3 separate regions of the Capra hircus genome follow, and all the other regions are linked to region 1. A link is a contact called in public Hi-C data. All regions are on one chromosome and are shown on one strand. Each heading gives the region's core, a stretch centred on a gene start, on an enhancer-like site or on the middle of the called end of the contact. The rest is flanking DNA. Distances are from core to core; before and after follow the strand shown.

Region 1 (2,621 bases), core at 40-2,539:
CTTGCAGTTGTCAATTAGCCTTGAGCATATGCCCATTTGCATCCCCTTTCTTGACTGGTGGTGGGTACAAGCCATATTTTGCACAGGGCACAACCAAAGGGAGAAGACAAGATGTATAAGAAGGGGGAAGCCAAGAGGGATTATTACCATGGTGCCTTTGGGGTTAACCTTTTCCTATGTCTTGGGAATGTCTGTTTAATAAAAGATTTGTCTGCTTGGGTTGTAACTGAGCTATAACTTGTCTGTTGTTTCAAACTGTTTAGTCTGCTGTTCCAAACTTTTGATGTGTTGAGACAAGAACTGAGAGAGAAATAAACCAACCTGACATCCTTTTCTAGATACTCTGAACTTTGGTGATGAGGCATAACTGCTGTGATAGTATCAGAAGTTTCAACTTTAAAATATTTTTAAGTTTTTGAAAAAAATAAGAATTTTCAAGAACAAGATTTCATTTCCCTTCACAGTTAAATATGAATCAGAAAGTGTGTGTTTGGGAAAGATTCATAAGAAAAACAATTACCCCAAGGACTGAGAACAGAGGAAGGGTGTTCAGACTAGAAAAGGAAATGACTAAAAGAGATAGTTTCATAGGGCACTTGTGCTGAATGAACTTAGCACCCTGCAACCTCTTCTTGGTCCACGTCATTGAACACTGTCAGCTCCTTTTCTGAGAGAAGTCATTTGGATTCACTACAGACTGAAATAGCATGGATTGAGGATCTGATGCCTTTAGAAGAGAAAAACATAGACAATCTATGACCCCAACAGGTATAATTTCTAGAGTGGCCGATTTCAAGCGTGCGGTGGAAAAGCAGCAGAGAGAAGCCTCTTTTTTTTTTTTTTTTTTTTTGCACTTTTCAGATACTGTGTTTTTTTAAACTTTATATTTTGTATTGGAGTATAGCCACTTAACAATGCTGTGACAGTTTCAGGTGAACAGCAAAGGGACTCAATCATACACATTCACGTATCCATTCTCCCCCAAATTCCCCTCCCATGCAGGCTGCCATTAACATTGAGCAGAGTTCCCTATGCTTTACAGTAGGTTCTTGTTGGTTATCCATTTTAAATGTAGCTATGTGGACATGCCCATCCCAAACCCCCTAACTCCCCCGATCTCCCACTCCTGGCAACTGTGTTTGTTCTCTTAAGTCTGTGAGTCAAAGAGAGGCTTTGTCTTGACAGTATCCCTACTGTTCTGCTTTGTGGCAGCCCCTTCTGGGTGGGGTCTATCAGCAGTGCCAGATGAACCCAACACAGGCCCACCTTGTAATGGCATGTTTCCAGGAACCTGCACCGGCCAGTCATATCACTCACAATGGGAGGCTGCAGCTCAAGATAATACTGTTTGACCCCAAACATCATATAGGTCATGCCTTGTCCTGCTTTGCTAAGGAAGTTAAAGGTTGAGCTGGTGAGCTTGACCCCTAATAAGCCTTTGGAATTTCCCCACATACAAACAAGACCAGGATTTTTTTTTTTTTTAATTGGGAACTAACTTGAGTTCACTTTAGAATCCCTTATTTGGTGCACATGTCTGGCTGTTCAACAGCGGTTCCAGCTTTACGAGCGAGTTGAATTCTTCCCTCAGAAAAACTGCTAGTTGGTTCAACAGAAGTCTCGAGATACACGTGGGAGAGGAGAGTTCTTGCTGAGACTTACTCCAGGAGAAAAACCTCAAAGGGGCATCTTGAAAGCTGATTTCAGGATGGAGCTGCGAGGGCAAAAAAGCGCTCTGCACACAAACAAATACTGTCCCTTGACCAATCGTTGCAGAAGGATTCTTCTAGCAAATACTGCAGCCTTTGCGGTAAGAATCTGGCTCCTGAGGGGGCAGCTTCTTCTCCTGCTGCTGTGCTCTGGTCTGCAGAGACCCACGGTGAGTTATGGTGGAGGAGGTGATCTCTTTATAATCAGGGCTCTGTTGGAGCATCCTTCTGGTGATAATCTTTAAATGACCTTTAGTTTCTTGGGATAGGGGCTTCCTAGTGACTCAGACCATAAAGAATCTGCCTGCAATGCAGGAGACCCAGGTTCGATCCCTGGGTCAGGAAGATACCCTGGAGAAGGGAATGGCAACCCACTCCAGTATTCTTGCTGGAGAATCCCATGGACAGAGGAGCCTGGTGGGCTACAGTCCATAGGTTCACAAAGAGTTGGACATGTAAAGCAACTTAGCGTACACACATGCAAGCTAGAGACATAGCATTACTTTTTGTTTTAGATTTTTTGGTGTTTTTTTGTTTTTTTTTTTGGCTGTGCCAGGTAGCATGCGAGATCTTAGTTCCCTGACCAGGGTTTGAACCTGTGCAGTAGAAATGTGGCAGAGAAGGCAACGGCAACCCACTCCAGTACTCTTGCCTGGAAAATCCCATGGACGAAAGAGCCTGGTAGGTGGCAGTCCATGGGGTCGCTAAGAGTTCGGCACTACTGAGCAACTTCACTTTCACTTTTCACTTTCTTACATTGGAGAAGGAAATGGCAACCCATTCCAGTATTCTTGCCTGGAGAATCCCAGGGATGGGGGAGCCTAGTGGGCTGCCATCTATGGGGTCTCACAGAATCGGACTCGACTGAAGCGACTTAGCAGCAGCAGCAGCAGCAGTAGAAGTGTGGAGTCT
Region 2 (2,621 bases), core at 41-2,540, 150 kb before region 1:
AATAAGGTCTTCACAGTGCTCATGAAGTGCTCATTCATGACAGCAGGTGGCAGCACTGCATGCGATTTAGTTTAGGGGGCCCTGGAGGAACGTGAAAGTTGTTAACCATTCAATGCAAAAAGCTGGAAAGAGGCTCAGTGACTTAGGACTTCTGGCCATAAAGAGAAACGGTTTGTTCATGTTTGAAATATGCCTAGATTTATTACTTGGTTTTTAGCATTTTATACTTGTCAATTATTTAATGCAATATCCTTGCTTTAATTCTCACACACTGAGCCCAAAGAAGACAAGTGAATTCCTGATCACTTAGCAGGCTCTGCGCAGCACCGCCAGGCAGAGCCCAGGCCTCCTGGCTGTTTTGCCCCAAGGAGATGGTGTGACCGATGTGGAGAATCTTCCCCATGATTCACACTTGTAAATTTCAGTTTTCAGCAGTCTGACTCCGCCATGGTGATGTTAGAAATCAAGCAGCTCATTTCCAGTTGCAAAAAGCACAAGCGAGTTTACACAAACATGCTGTTTCTGTGGCCTGTGTAACCCTTCCCTTCTAGCCATCTATAAAACATAAGCCCTCCTCTGCTTCTCTCTTTTAAATAATTCAGTGTCATATTTGCTTAGTTCTCATAATATTGGTTTTGATGTTGTTCAGTCTTGTGTGATCATTTTCCCTCTTGCACTGAATATTGGGCTTACTGATTATTCTTGTCTGTGTATCTTTTCCCTTCACATCTCTAGTTGTTGAGAAAACGCTCTCCTTTCCTCAGTTTACAGTGCTGCTTGATTTTTTTTCAGAGTCAAGGTCAACAGCACCATAGCAATTGTCTGATAGCAACTGTGTCTGTTTGCCTCAGGCATGCATACCAGAGGAGCATTTTTGCTCCTTATATGCTATTTTCTGCTCTAACTGTGATGCTCGGAACTCTGGAATAGGGATTGGTGCCTACCTCACCAGCCCCATCACCCCCAACTTCTTCCCAAGGATACCGACAAACACGAAAGAGATGGAGGATAAGTGAGGTTCACTGCCGCCACCTGTCCAGAAAAAGCTCTTTATGTCCCTGGTCCACCTACTCCTGTCAGAGGAGGCAGACAAGGACAGGGAGTGACAGAGGCTAAGGACGGAGAGTGGCCTCGCAAGGCCCCGGCAAGAGGTCAGCCCTAGGAATAATGGTGCCGGTTTGGCTCTGGCTTCTTGGAATTTGTCCAGCACTTAGATTCTGAACTCTCTGACATTCTCTGCAGCTGGAGAAGCACTTAACTGGGTTAGGTGTGGAGGAGGGAGGCATTGTCTATTCTATTAGTCAACACAAGAGTCTGAGTCAGAACTCACACTATTAGGCCCTATTCTCTCACATTACGTATGTTACTAGAGGCAAATAAGGGCTTCCCAGAAGGAAATGGCAACCCGCTCCAGTGTTCTTGCCTGGAGAATCCCAGGGACGGGGGAGCCTGCTGGGCTGCCGTCTGTGAGGTCACACAGAGTCGGACACTGCTGAAGCGACTTAGCAGCAGCAGCAGCGGCTGGTGGCTCAGACAGTAAAGAATCTGCCTGCAATGTGGGAGACACAGGTTTAATTCCCTGGATCGGGAAGATCCTCTGAAGAAGGGAATGGCTCCCCACTCCAGTATTCTTGGAGAATTCCATGGACTCTGCAGCCTGGCAGACTACATACAGTCATGGGGTCGCAAAGCGTCAGACACGACTGAGTGACTAACACAGAGAACCACTTAAATCAGTCACTGGGTGGCAACATGTTCAGCATTAGCTAATTCCTAATGTTTAAAATGTAGTCTGGGGCCACATCAGGGTGCAAACTGGTACAAATATAAGAACCACTGGGGAGGGACTTCCCTGGTGGTCCAGTGCTTAAGACTGCCCTCCTGCTGCAGGAGGCATGGGTTTGATCACTGATCGGGGATTAAGATCCTCCATGGTGAAAAATACCAACTAAAATAAAGTGTTTTAACAAAGAATTATTGGGGACTCTTGAAAAATACAGATTCTAAGATAGCTTCCTTAGAGATTCTTATTCAGAAAACCTGGAGTGGGGCTCAAATTTTGTGCATTTTAAGAAGAGATTCTCCACAGCTCTTATTTATCAACAAAACATAAAAGATTTTTTTAAATCCTCCAAATCCTAAAATTTGATGAGAATTTCTGCAGTGTTCTCTTTCATCTGTTGTGTTCTTCATATTTGACACTGTGCTTCCTCCACTTCCAAGGTTTACCTTTAGAATCACATTTGGAGGTTTCAAACGTATCCATGCTGTTTCCCACTTATAAGTAAACATCAGTGGCTGACAAAGTGTCTGTTCTTCCATACTACTGCTATGCAGTACATTTCCAACTTGCCTCTTCACACTCACTTTCCACCCTTCTCCACCTGATCTTTGGTGTTGTAAGTGGACCCTACTGATCACATTGATAAGCTCCTTTGCTTCAGAGTTAGATTTATCCAATGGGAGGCATCAGGGCAAGAGTAGAGCACAGGAGAACAACGTTGGGGTGTTAATTAGCCTCACCCCTCCCCTCCTGACTGCCCATGTGATCAGGGTGGGTTGGCCGTATCTCACTACTGAAGACCACCTCCCTCTCACCAGGTGGGTGGTGGGTGGTGGTG
Region 3 (2,621 bases), core at 50-2,549, 160 kb after region 1:
AGGGACTTCCCTGGTGGTTCATTGTTTAAGACTACATATTTCCAATGCAGGAGGCCTGGTTCAGTCCCTTCTCAGGGAACTAAGATAACCACATACCATGTAGCCAAAAAGTTTTAAAAAATAAAATAAAATTGGGCTTTTAAAAAACCTTTTTGAAAAAGGATAATTCAGAATTATCTTCCCATTGCAAGATCCTTAATCACACCTGCAAAGACCCTTTTTCCAAGTAAGGTAGCATTCACTGGTTCCAGGGGTTGGGACACATCCTTGGGAGCCATTATCAGCCTGTCATCCTCCCAACTCACAAAAGAGCTCCTCCAGCACACATCACGTTCTCAGTATTTAGGAGCTAGAAGAGCAGATGTCAGTGTGATACAGTTACTAGGCTTATAAAACTGCCTCCTGATTATAAAATAAATATGCCAATATCTAGAAACAATAAAGAAATGTACATTCACTCTATCTGTCCTCTGAAGAAAATGGAGGCGCTCTGTATTTGCTTAATTGTTTTATAATCCTTCACAAAGGCCTTTAAGGACTGTGGAGAAAAAAAAATCCTAATTTTTTCTTTAGAATTTTATCTGAGCGGTTATAATCCAGCATATGGTAAGTAAATGTTAAAAAAAAATATTTATGGCTGTTGAAGAAAATTTTTTTAAACTTTTGTTCCTTGCAGGATAAAGATAACATTTTGCTTCAGTTTGCAAGTGACCTGCTAGATGAGGTTTATGGTCAGACTCTACCGAGCATGAATGGGCCTTTTTTTATTTCTTTCTGTTTTTCAACAGGAAAGGCAGGTTGTACCCCAAGGTGTTCTGAGCTACATCCACTCCTATTTTGCCTTCTCCTCATCCCTTCCCTTCCTGTTGCTTTTCTGGATCCTGGAATTCCTCTTCGCACATCAGCATCTCTCCTCTCAAACCCTCCTTTCTAGTCTGAGTATATCCTCCTGTTTAAAACAGCTTTCACCAAAGCCGCCTCCTTGTCCATAGACTTGTGCGGCTGGGTGGTTCTGGAATAGGAAATGAGGAATTGTCTTCTAGTAGTCGCACAGAGTCGGACACGACTGAAGCGACTTAGCAGCCCCAGCAGCAGCTGGCTCCAATAGAATACAGGTCTGAAACTCCCAGACTTGGCCTGAAGAGCATGTGCTGTTGACCGAGGAGCCTGGTGGGCTACGGTCCATGGGATTGCAGAGTCGGACACGACTGAAGCAACTGGGCACGCATGCACGCTGCATCAGCTCACTTGTCGACGCTTCTGTCCCTCCCTTCCTCTAAGGCAGTGAGCCAGCGGATCGTTTTCCTGGGCAAGGGTACCACCTAGTGGTGAATACGGGCAACTACAGTTCTATACCGTGGTCCTCTCCCTCCCCAGGCACTCTTCGTTAAAGCAAACGAATGCAGACAGGGACTGTAACTAGTACCATTTGTGATCCTGTTTGTGTTGAGAGTGAAGAGCAAACTTAATTTAAAGCAGATGGTCTTCAGCATGCTTTTTGATCCCACAAAAGCTGCAAACAAGCGGAATCAAATGAGATGATGGCTCCATGGGCTTCCTGTCCTCTCCCTCTGTACCCACCCCCCCAACACACCCTCCCATCCCTCCCATCCTCCCACCTCCCCTCCCCGCCTCCCCCACCCCCACCCCCACCCCCTGCCTCGTTTCTCTTCACTGCAGCTGGGAAACTTACAAACGTACATACATTAATGTCCTCTGCCCATGTCATACCTGGGACATATTTGTGCTAAGGAAGTTATTAATTTTTTAATCTGAAATTCAAGTTTAACTGGGTGTCCTGTATTTGTATTTGCTATATCTGAGAACCCTAACAAGGTCCCTTCACAAACCAGTTAATTCAGACGCTCCTGAAGTCCTAAGAAATTTTGTGAATGCTCCCCAGACAATCCCATGGTCAGGCACAGCTGAAAACTAATGTCATACAGCTTCACTCTCATTTTAGAGTTGCCTGGCACTCACCAAGCCCAGTTATTTATCCCCCTCCCCAGCACAAACCCAGCAAATGTCAGTAAGGCGTTCTGTCTCTCCCTTCCCACGTGGTCCAAATCAATATTGCTGTTTTTCCTTAGCCTAGGATCGAAAGGAAGGGTGAGGCAAAGTAGTGCAGGCAGTGATGACCACAGGGAACTGGGCCATTTCATACTCGTTGTGAGAGTTGAGATGTTTTAAAACCATTCCCTGCTTTAGTTGCTTACATCACGGAACAGAATAGGATACCACCGTCTGAGCTAATCCACCTCTTATTTATCTATTTGAAGTACAGCTGATTTGCAGTCTTGTGCCAATCTCTGCTGTACAGCAAAGTGACTCATTTATACCTTCTTTTTCATAGTCTTTTCCATTATAGTTTATCCCAAGGGGATTGGCTATAGTTCCCTGTGCTATCTATAGTAAGACCTTGTTTTTATCTATTTTAAAGGTAGTGGTTTGCATCTACCAACCCCACACTCCCAGCCCTCCCGTCTCCCTGCTCCTCTGACAACCACAGCTGTGTTCTCTAAGCCTGTGAGTCTCTCTTCCATAGAGAGGTTCATTTGTGCCGTATGTTAGACTTCACATATAAGTGATACCATATGGCATTTGTCTTTTTCTGAGTTACT

The links. Hi-C and Micro-C count contacts between places; a contact is called where the count stands out from the background.
Region 2: a Hi-C map of blood shows a contact between it and region 1, with 3 times the contacts expected there. The contact joins the enhancer-like site here to the promoter of ART4 in region 1. A contact is called at or near these places in 2 of 5 Hi-C or Micro-C datasets (both in blood).
Region 3: a Hi-C map of blood shows a contact between it and region 1, with 6 times the contacts expected there. The contact joins the enhancer-like site here to the promoter of ART4 in region 1. A contact is called at or near these places in 2 of 5 Hi-C or Micro-C datasets (both in blood).

Annotation. Positions count from the first base shown.
Region 1 is chr5:93,665,222-93,667,842 of ARS1.2, forward strand. It overlaps ART4 (ecto-ADP-ribosyltransferase 4), which reads left to right and starts at 1,290. Exons shown (of 3, transcript XM_018048442.1): 1 at 1,290-1,879. The coding sequence starts at 1,709.
Region 2 is chr5:93,513,476-93,516,096 of ARS1.2, forward strand. No RefSeq gene overlaps it. Among named protein-coding and RNA genes, the nearest start is that of PDE6H, 17 kb to the right of the region's middle. Within about 2 kb of position 1,291, at least 2 of the 5 cell types and tissues checked have an H3K27ac peak or open chromatin away from gene starts, as enhancers often do.
Region 3 is chr5:93,821,657-93,824,277 of ARS1.2, forward strand. The region is part of intron 21 of GUCY2C (heat-stable enterotoxin receptor); the gene reads left to right. Among named protein-coding and RNA genes, the nearest start is that of GUCY2C, 56 kb to the left of the region's middle. Within about 2 kb of position 1,300, at least 1 of the 5 cell types and tissues checked has an H3K27ac peak or open chromatin away from gene starts, as enhancers often do.